3 separate regions of the Mus musculus genome follow, and regions 1 and 2 are each linked to region 3. Evidence: chromatin contacts called from public promoter capture Hi-C data. All regions are on one chromosome and are shown on one strand. The core of a region is the stretch at or near the end of the contact, and the rest is flanking DNA. Distances in the headings are between cores, read along the strand shown. Region 1 holds the start of H2ac8 (H2A clustered histone 8). Region 2 holds the start of Zfp322a (zinc finger protein 322A). Region 3 holds the start of Stard3nl (STARD3 N-terminal like).

Region 1 (3,341 bases), core at 371-2,870, 4.2 Mb after region 3:
AGGGTAAAATAGGGGGATTGCTATGAATTTGAAGTTAATCATGGATATAAGGTCAGCCAGGTCTGCAGTGACATTGTCAGTGGATAAGCAAATGGATGAATAGGCTGTAGAGATGGCTCAGCAGTGAAGAATATTTGTTGCTTCTCCAGAGGACATGAATTGGAATCCAGTACTCATTTCTGCCTATCAAATCACATCAGCAGATAACTCTACACCGGGAGATGTGAGACTTTTCAAGTCTGTGAGAACACCAACTGCATGTGGCAAAATACACCCTTTAACATAAGTTAAAAAAAAATAACTTGAAATATGCACATTAATGCAAGCAATGAGTATTAAGTAGTAGTTGAACAGTACTTTGCCATCTCAGACTTCATTTTTTAGTACTTCTACTTTTTAAGTTCCAGTCTTTGAACTGCTCAACTTTCACAAATAATGAAATAGAATTAATCAAGATTGAATAATTAAAACAAATCAAGTTCACTTTAGTTTTAATGAATACTGGCTTTGAGTCTTTTTTTTTTTTTTTTCTGAAGCCAAAAGCCCTTTAGCCTGCATTGGCTGGGCATAGTGGTCAAGCCTTTAATCCTACCAAAAGGAAGGTAGAGGCAGGATCTCTGTGAGATTGAAGCCAGTTTGAACAACTTAATGAGTTCCAAGACAGCCGGAGCTACTAGTTAAGACGCTGCCTAGAAAATAAAACCCAAAATCAAAAGCAACCCTCCATGTCATTAGCAGGGCTTTACCTACCCTATTGTGTCAGAACGTTATGTGCACAGTAACATGTGCAGAACATTTTAACCATGTTGCCAAATAATTACAATTCTGTTGTTTCATGGAAATTGATACTCTTGGCATAAAAGTAACTTCACGGTCATTTTGCTCATATGCACACATGTCCTAGTGGGCAATCTTATGAATCTGAAAAAAATTGACCCATTTATTGGAGAAGCTGGGGGACAATTGACAGGTTGAATTTTCTTATGCCATTGAATACAAATCGGAAATTTTAGTCCTAAATCCACTTAAGGCTTATAGTATTTCAGCACTTTACTGAATTAAGTGAATGGCTCTGAAAAGAGCCTTTGTTTTTTTTACGAGATTAGAAGAAAGATCTTATTTCCCCTTGGCCTTGTGGTGGCTCTCGGTCTTCTTGGGCAGCAGCACGGCCTGGATGTTGGGCAGGACGCCGCCCTGCGCGATGGTCACGCGGCCCAGCAGCTTGTTGAGCTCCTCGTCGTTGCGGATGGCCAGCTGCAGGTGGCGCGGGATGATGCGCGTCTTCTTGTTGTCGCGGGCCGCGTTGCCCGCCAGCTCCAGGATCTCGGCCGTCAGGTACTCCAGCACGGCCGCCAGGTACACCGGGGCGCCGGCGCCCACGCGCTCCGAGTAGTTGCCTTTGCGGAGCAGCCGGTGCACGCGGCCCACGGGAAACTGCAGGCCGGCCCGGGAGGAGCGGGTCTTGGCCTTGGCGCGAGCCTTGCCACCCTGTTTGCCACGTCCAGACATTGACGCAAGAAGGTAGGAAATTATAATTGCAAAGAATTACAACGAAGCGGTACTAAAAGGCCAGACGAGAAGCTACTTATACTCGTACATGGAAGTGGAAAAGCTGATGTGTGATTGGTTAAAACTATCTTTCCTCTGCAGCCAATAAGGAAAGAGGTACAATACAATCTAATTTGGGTAATGGTGTCACTAACTGGCCTTCAAATCAGAGTTGACTACTTTTGAGTCCCTTATTTGCATAGAACCTCTATAAAATGGCAAGAACGAAGCTTCTCCCACATCTCATTTCCTGTTTTATCTTTCTCTTTGTTGCTTGTTTCTACCATGCCCGAGCCTGCGAAGTCCGCTCCTGCCCCGAAGAAGGGCTCCAAGAAGGCCGTGACCAAGGCCCAGAAGAAGGACGGCAAGAAGCGCAAGCGCAGCCGCAAGGAGAGCTACTCGGTGTACGTGTACAAGGTGCTGAAGCAAGTGCACCCCGACACCGGCATCTCCTCCAAGGCCATGGGCATCATGAACTCGTTCGTGAACGACATCTTCGAGCGCATCGCGGGCGAGGCGTCCCGCCTGGCGCATTACAACAAGCGCTCGACCATCACGTCCCGGGAGATCCAGACGGCCGTGCGCCTGCTGCTGCCCGGGGAGCTGGCCAAGCACGCCGTGTCGGAGGGCACCAAGGCTGTCACTAAGTACACCAGCTCCAAGTGAGTTCATTTAACTCACACTCCTAACCCAAAGGCTCTTTTCAGAGCCACCCATACTGTCACTTTAAGTGCTTTGTAATGCTTGGCTTTTGTATTATAACGCTGGGAAATGACACAATATTAGCTAAGTGTATGTTAGTGTGAAGAATATGTTTGCCTCAGTGTAACCAACGCGCTGCCAGATACACTATCAATTTGTAAACTACACAGTAACTACCTTTTGAGAGCTGATTGATGGCTTCAGTCCTTAGATTTTCTTCTCCAGAGTGCATAAGAAGTGGAATGAAATTTTCAAGTTTTCTCTTCATTATTTCAACTATTCCCTTTCAGATGTGATTACATTGTACGAAGGGAGTGCTAGGATAGGTTTTTATGGCATTGTTTTTTTATGACCAATGAGGTAACCAACAGAGGCTAACATTGATGCCAGTGTAATTCTAAACTGCCAGCATCACTCTCCCATTAAAACACTAAAGAAAAGTGTAATTCTAGTATTAACATCAGTAAATTTTGAACCTGTGAGAATACATTATAAAACTGCATTTTAAATTTTAATAAGTCTCAATGAAGGTTATGCTTTGATCTAAGCCAAGTGAGGATCCAAAGTTGCTTTCAGATGTTCTAAGCTGCTCTCTCCTTGATGCTTCCTTTAGTTTCAAGGCAATTGATTGCAGTTATATCTTTTGCTTAGTCACTACCCTGTGTTCCAGTTTCCTCTTCTACTGTTAAATGTTCAAGCAATTGCATATTAGATGAGATCTGTGACAATATCCTAAAGTCTGGAATAAGTTGTATTGCTTAAATTTCTCATAGTAGATGAAAACATGCTCTTTTGTTTGGACAGTCTACCAGTTCATCCAGGTATGGCAATTCCTATCCAGCATCATGAATCACAATGTAGATTCCGACAGCTAACTTCTCAAAGAGAAAGCAAATAGGAACACGTTTCTTGATAAGTTTCAGAAACTTCTACTTCTATAAAGCTAATACACTAGAAGCTTAATTCAAAAAAATACTGTAGGAAAACCTCAAGTTGGCACAATCCAGTAGTTAGTGCCAGTTTCTGGGGGAGAGGCCAGATTCTGAAGTTAAGGTCATACTAGCTACATGAGGCTAATATATTTGTGCATG
Region 2 (3,411 bases), core at 468-2,967, 4.0 Mb after region 3:
GGTTTTTGTTTTGTTTTGTTTTTTTCACGAGCAACACCAGACTCCATTTCATAAGCGAAGAGCAGACAAAAGTTCAAATAGACAGGCTAAGCAACAAAACTTCAGAGCTCAAGATTCTTTTCGGTTAAAGGATATATGGGATGATCAAACAGTAAGTATTTAACGTATTGTCTTAAAAACCATACTTGCTGTACAGCCTCAGACCAGGGGTTGCCTCAATTTTCATTGATTACATGGATTATGGACATTTAATCCTCCCAAGAACACTGTAAAATCAAATATTACCACCATCTTACTGATAGAAAACCTGTTGCTATGACAGTTACCTAATTACACAAGAACTCACAGGCAGTTAAGTAACAGAGCCAGGTTTAAATATCCATCCTAGAGCCTGTCTGAGCATTGGGCACACTGCCTTCTTTGTATGGTAAATCAAAAGAAGGACAATTGTTGCAAATCTGCTGTGTATGCCTGTTAGAAAAATAGGTGTACTGAAAGGTTATCAAAGGGCCACTATGTTAGTCACCAGAAAGACCCTTTTCCTTTTCCCAAGTATGTTTTACCTTCTTTCTTGTCCCATCCCTACTCCAAAATTCACATTTATATAGAAACAGATGTATGCCACTTACCTTAACAAGAACCCAACGATTTATTTTTTTCAGATCCACAAGGTCTCTAATCCAGAAGTACTCATAATATTTAATTCTTCCCTCTCCTAGAGGAAAAAAGCAGCAATGTTGAATGAGCATGACTGCAAAGCTTACATTTTTCCTTTTAACAGTAGGCCATTTAAATAATGTCCCATGCACTCTCCAATCCTGACATCATCCTTCAGCAAAATTTTGCTCATTCTAATGTTTCCGTTCCTCCTTCAAGAAGCCGTTTCTTTCTGACCTGCTCTACACAAAATAACAAGAATTCTTCTAGCTGAGAGATTTTTAAGTTCAGAACAAAGCCCTGGGCCTTGTTTTTCTTGCTGTTAAGACGGGGAGAGTCTCACGTAGCTTAGGCTAGCTTCAAAATCGCTAGGCAGCTTAAACTGGCTTTTAATTCCCTATCCTCCTACCTCTACCTCAAACGCTCAGGTGACTGATAGGCGCATTATTATTTCAACTTCTGAGATCAAGGATTCATTCCTCGTGCACTAAAACCTGTAGGAATACGATTCATGAATGCAATGTTACACAGGACCAAGGCTGCTAAAAATAAATGACTATGGAATGCTTTGAGCAAACAGATTCTGCAGATTCCGGGGAACTCAACTAATCTCCGCCCTTAAGGCTGGGGGAGGGTCCCCCCAGTGCCCATGGTTGTCTAGACATTCAGGAAGGCTCCAGACTGCATTCGAGCCTGGCTCCATTACTACCTCCAGGACAGTCTCACAGGTTTCTCCTCCCAACTTTTCGTTGACAGCGACAAGAAGGGCGCCGCGCCTGGCCCGGACCCCTCTCACGGCCAAGGACCTCGAGGACCCGCTGAACGCTTACTCCGCCGCCCAGGGCGGCACTTCCGGTGACTGGACCCTCAAGCCGGAGCTTCCGGGGCCGAGCACTCGGCGATGGCCGATTCGGTCCCACGGTCTCCTAGGGAAGGAGAGTGGGCCGAGATGCTGAGAGGTCGGCAAGCCAACCGCCGGATACCAACCTGGAGAAGCGGTCCCCGCACACCACAAGGCCAAGACAAACCGCTCTCACCAGCAAGGACAGGGAGGCGTAGCCACGCCCCGAGGCACGTAACTACCCCTCATAGGGCTGCACCGGGATTCCGGGCCAATAAGCACCGGACCTCCCGAAATGGGCGGAACCTGAGCGCGCCTGCGCCCTGGCTCTTTCGCGTCCGACAACTACCTTTTCAGCTCCTGGAATTTGGGACTGCAGCAGCTCCGGTACCCACTGAATTGAAACCGTGCCCTGCGCCCGGTACTGCGGCTCTGAACTTCTGTTTTCTTTCTCCACGGCTGTTCAAATCAAGAGTTAGGAGTAGTGTCTCAAGGATAGATGCAGCGGACTCGGTTTTAAATACCTTGAAAAGCCGGAGAAGTGGAGAATTACAAAGGCTCTTTGGTGCTGTCACTCATGCCAGCAAACTATGAGAAGCTTTGAATAGGCAGCGGCGGCGTGGCCTTATTGCTGGAGAAAGCTGCGGGGAAACCGTGTTGAAAGGATTTCTGTCCTTTCTGATTGCGATTCTAGGCTGAAGACAGATTCAGAAAAAAAAACAAAAAACAAAAAAGAACAGTCAATATTTTCCCTACTTGAAAAAAAAAATGTATGTAGGCTGGCGAGATGGCTTCTGTCGAGAGTGAGGAGCAAAGAGTGCTTCTTGCTAAATAAAACCTCGCGACCTGAATTTGATCTCTGAGACCAATGTCAAAAGCGGAAAGAGAGAACTAACCGTAAAAGTTGTCTTCTGACAGGCATACACAATAATAAGTATATAATACACACACACACACACACACACACACACACACACATATATATATACTATACACATACACACATGTATATAACAAAAACCCTCACATGGGAAGTGAGTACTAGAATTCTCTGGTCTGGAGAAGAACTTGGATTGGCTGTTAAATTCTAGAGTTAGGGTCTGAGGATGGCAATTATGTATTCTGAATTCACTAATTCCTGTTTTCAGAATTTGCAGAATTTCTGCAGCTTATTTTAAATTAAAATTTTAAGACAAAAAATCCCACCAGTGTCATTCAAATATTTAAGTTTTTTTTCTTAGACTTATTTTCTATGTATGGGTGTTTTATCAGCATATATGTGCACGTGGTGTGTGCGCGCGCACTCTAGGAGGATGTCAGATCCCCTGGAACTGGAATAATGCATGGTTTATGAGCTACCATGTGAGTGCTGGCTGGAAAATGAACCAGGGTCATCAGCAAGAGCAAGTGGTCTTAAATGCTGAGCCATCTCTCTAGCCCTAATTTTAATATTTAAATAACTTTTTATTAACTGTTTTTAGTGTAAGATGTACCAAACACAATTCGAATCACACTATAGAATGAGCTGTGTATGGCTATATTAGGAAGAAATGTACACATGTTATTGCAGGAGAGTATGTGTTTATGCCATCCCCTTCAGCTATAAGAGTGTTGAGACAATGGACTCAAAGGATTGGAATTGTGATAGGAGTCTTCTGCTGAGAACAAGGAAAGGACTAGGGCCTTGGCCAGTGGGAGAGTTAGGGCAGGATTTCACACAGTCCTGACTGTGATGAGTGGGGCTACTTATGATTGTAGCTACCAGGACTCCTTACTTATGCACATCTCATGACCTTTAAAATATTCTGAACGTCGTGTTAGTGGTTGAACCCCTTTACTTACTCCTCTTCCTAGTGTGACCATATTGAGTAAACCGCTTTCACTGCTTTGTCTTGCTTGTCTTTTTGACAAAT
Region 3 (3,171 bases), core at 540-3,039:
ATGAGTGACAGCTGGAAGAAAGGGGATAAAAGCTAGAACTGAAGATAAGCAGAGGGTTTGAGTCTTGCCTACAGCAGCAATTAAAAGAAAAACTACTATGGGATACAGTACTAGGGAAAAGAAAGCCATTCTTAAGAGGACCTCTAAAGAGAAAATATAAAACAATTAATGATTTCATAATCAAAACAAACAGAACGCGGCTGAGAGTTTAGGAGTGCCTCGGAAGGTATCTGAAGTCCGCACTTCCACAAGGAAGCCTGTTCCTTCTTCAGCATTGCCCAACCCAGGTCAGCTCAGCCACCTCACTAGCCCACCATTAAGGATACAGCACTGCTGGACTCTCCTCCCACTGTGCCTGCTCTTCCAGCTTCTGCATTTGTAACTGGACACTTCCTGCTCCTCCCCTGACTAAATCACTCTAAACATTCAGGTCTCATCCAGAGCATCACCTCTTCAGGGACATTTTCCCAGATCCCACACCACAGCCACACCAATGTCCCTTACTGCCAGATTTTCTAGCATTCATTCCTATCTAAAATCATATTGTTATTTGCACATATATTCTATCTTCACTAAAATCAAAGGAACTCGAGGACAGAAACCTTATCTAGCGTTCAATACTCAATTTTCAACACCTAAAACAGCATGTGGCATCATATAAACTGTCTAATAATTAAATCCAAATGATAATCACTATCCTGAGAAGGTAAGTCCTTGGAGCAGTTTTAAATCCATTTCTTTAATGCTTTTGACAATGCAATCTTTAAAGGTTCATGTTTGAGACAGGAAGATCTCAAAGAAAAATGTATTCTTCCTTACAATACAAAACATTACATATGTGTGAATATTATGTAGGGGGGGCACAGTCTACACTGTCCCTTCATGGGCATGATTATCTAGCATTTTACTTATGCACAGATGCAGCCAAAAATACTGTAAACTGCTCTTTGTCATCAAATCTTGCTCTATAAGTGGATGATGGACAGAAGAAGCATAGATGGGATTTACCGTTAGGAACCTTAAACAAAAACATCAGACGGAACTTGCTATAGTAACTCGGTACCCTGGGAGGTCAGACGGCTACTGTGTTCATTCAATCAGCCTTACTAACCTTATCCAAACTAGTACTGGGTCAAGTGATGGATTCCATCTGTGAACAGAGACAAATGCCTTTACAACTGCCATACTAAGAGAACACTAAGAAAAGTTCCACAGTGTCCACCCATGTTCCAACCAAAAGAGGAAGAAAAAGAGCCCTACTGAGATTTAAAAAAAAAAAAAAAAAAAAAACTAAAGGCAGGATGAGTGGGCAATGCGGAGAGCTGAAACCATGGCTAGAACATTCATGACTCATGCTTTAATTTTCGTTTTGTTTTGTTACATCAGGGCTTTTCTTGACGAAGGCACAAGGCCAGTAACAGACAGTACCTGCCGGCCTACACCCGCATGTCACCTTGGACTTGATGCGGATGCAAGGCACGGGGCCGAGGCTGGACCACCTGCCTCCCGGTGAGTGTGGGTGTGGGCCCGGGGCCAGCTTCCCTCCCGCGCTCCGCCGCGTTCCGCGGCTGCACCCACAGGCCCCACGGCCAAGGCCAGGTCTGGGGAGCCCGGCAAACCCTGGAACCTCAGGCATTTGGCTTCACGACCTGCCCAGCAGGGCGCGGAAAGACAGCCTACCTCCTCCGCGGCGCGAGCCGCCCGCCGGCCTGCAGACACGGCTCCGCGGTCCCCGCCGGCGGGGCTGGGGCGGGGCTGCAGGGCGGGACCCTGTCCGTGACGTCAACGCGCTGGTCACGCAAAGACGCTGCGGCTTGCTGGAAAAGTGAATAGTGGCAGAGGAGACGGCGGGTTGGTTTACAGAACTGTCAGTTTTCGGACGACCAGTAGATGGCTCATAAAGGAGGCAGTGGGCGGGCCTAGGACTAGCCGCGCCTCCAAAGCCTGTTAAGGTATCCAGCTTCTAACAGCAGGCTTTTAGTGGGTTTTACCTTCCTGAGAATTCTACGGAAGGCTTCTCTTAGATAGGTTTTAGGCTGCAGCCGGTGAGGGGTAACTCTGAGAGTGGATTTCAGGCCCTGGCCCCTTGGTTTCAGCTGTCCACTAAGAACTTGTCTATTCTAGGACTCGACCGTAAGTCTCAATCAGCCCAGTCTTACGTAGGAGTAATGCCTTTGTCTTACTGATAGTTAAGGCTAACTGTATTTACTTAGTTGTTATACACGACATTGGGCACTAAGTGATGTTTTAGATTTTTCCAATAGCTGGTACAGTTACGTCCTTAAATGCAAGAATACAAAGGAAGATAAAATATATTGCACTATGAGTGCTGAAGACTCTCAGCCTGTTAGAGGAAAATAATATTAAGAATAGTATTTTTAATAGATACTCTTATAAAGTAGTTTAATCGTTTTTATAATGTTTACATTACAAATGTGAATTTATATACGTGCAAAATTTTGAACAGTGCAAGTTGGGTGAGAACTGTTTTTATAAACCAATCAAAGGCTCAGTCTTTGTGTGATGGGTCCTTCCTGCATTGACATGTGAAAATATTTGTTAACACTCAAGTTCAGTTCTTCATCTAGCCTTAAATGTGCCTCATTGCTTTTTAAATGCTAAAAGTCTTCAGCGCCAATGATATAACTTGCCATCTCTATGCCCTTAAACATACAGTTTGTTTGGATTTTTTTTTTTAATTGCTAGTATGAGAAATGCTACCTTAAACATGTGTGAATGTGTTTTCCTACTTCTGTCCAAGTACTGCTTATGGTGCAGATGACAACAAAAGAACAGACTAGATCTCAGGCATACATCTTCAATCCTAGTAGTAGAGTCTTCAGATAAGGGCCCCTAGTGTTGCTACAGTGTTCATTTCCACCCATAAAGTTTAAATAATCCTATTTACTACCCTTTGGAAGAGAAATAATATGCAAGCTTTTGTTGTTGTTGTTGTTTTTTTCAAATTGATGAGCATGAGAAAAGTTAGGGTTAGGGTGTGTGTATATATACAAACTAAGTTCAGGGTTCTTGTATACAATGATTTGGGTGACAAGGTGAAGCAACTTGTGTGACTACTGTAATGCAGACGCCTTCCACTTAGTAATTAAAACACCTCACACTATCCTAATACTGTCACCGTGATTAGTTTTGCCTGCTTTCAGACTTTTG

The links. Promoter capture Hi-C pulls out the DNA fragments that hold promoters and counts their contacts.
Region 1: a contact with region 3 is called in a promoter capture Hi-C map of pre-B cells. The contact joins the promoter of H2ac8 here to the promoter of Stard3nl in region 3. A contact is called at or near these places in 2 of 39 promoter capture datasets (cranial neural crest and pre-B cells).
Region 2: a promoter capture Hi-C map of pre-B cells shows a contact between it and region 3. The contact joins the promoter of Zfp322a here to the promoter of Stard3nl in region 3. A contact is called at or near these places in 4 of 39 promoter capture datasets (cranial neural crest, frontonasal cranial neural crest, liver and 1 more).

The regions. Positions count from the first base shown.
Region 1 is chr13:23,569,600-23,572,940 of GRCm38.p6, forward strand. H2ac8 (H2A clustered histone 8) reads right to left here and starts at 1,621. Exons shown (of 1, transcript NM_178187.4): 1 at 1,064-1,621. The coding sequence starts at 1,509. The coding sequence ends at 1,117. H2bc8 (H2B clustered histone 8) reads left to right here and starts at 1,801. Exons shown (of 1, transcript NM_178196.4): 1 at 1,801-2,264. The coding sequence starts at 1,834. The coding sequence ends at 2,214.
Region 2 is chr13:23,367,491-23,370,901 of GRCm38.p6, forward strand. It overlaps Zfp322a (zinc finger protein 322A), which reads right to left and starts at 1,718. Exons shown (of 5, transcript NM_001111107.2): 1 at 1,645-1,718; 2 at 630-715. The region is part of intron 3 of 4930586N03Rik (RIKEN cDNA 4930586N03 gene); the gene reads left to right.
Region 3 is chr13:19,394,024-19,397,194 of GRCm38.p6, forward strand. It overlaps Stard3nl (STARD3 N-terminal like), which reads right to left and starts at 1,790. Exons shown (of 9, transcript NM_024270.3): 1 at 1,681-1,790. It overlaps Gm40827 (a long non-coding RNA gene), which reads left to right and starts at 1,824. Exons shown (of 2, transcript XR_873152.2): 1 at 1,824-3,171.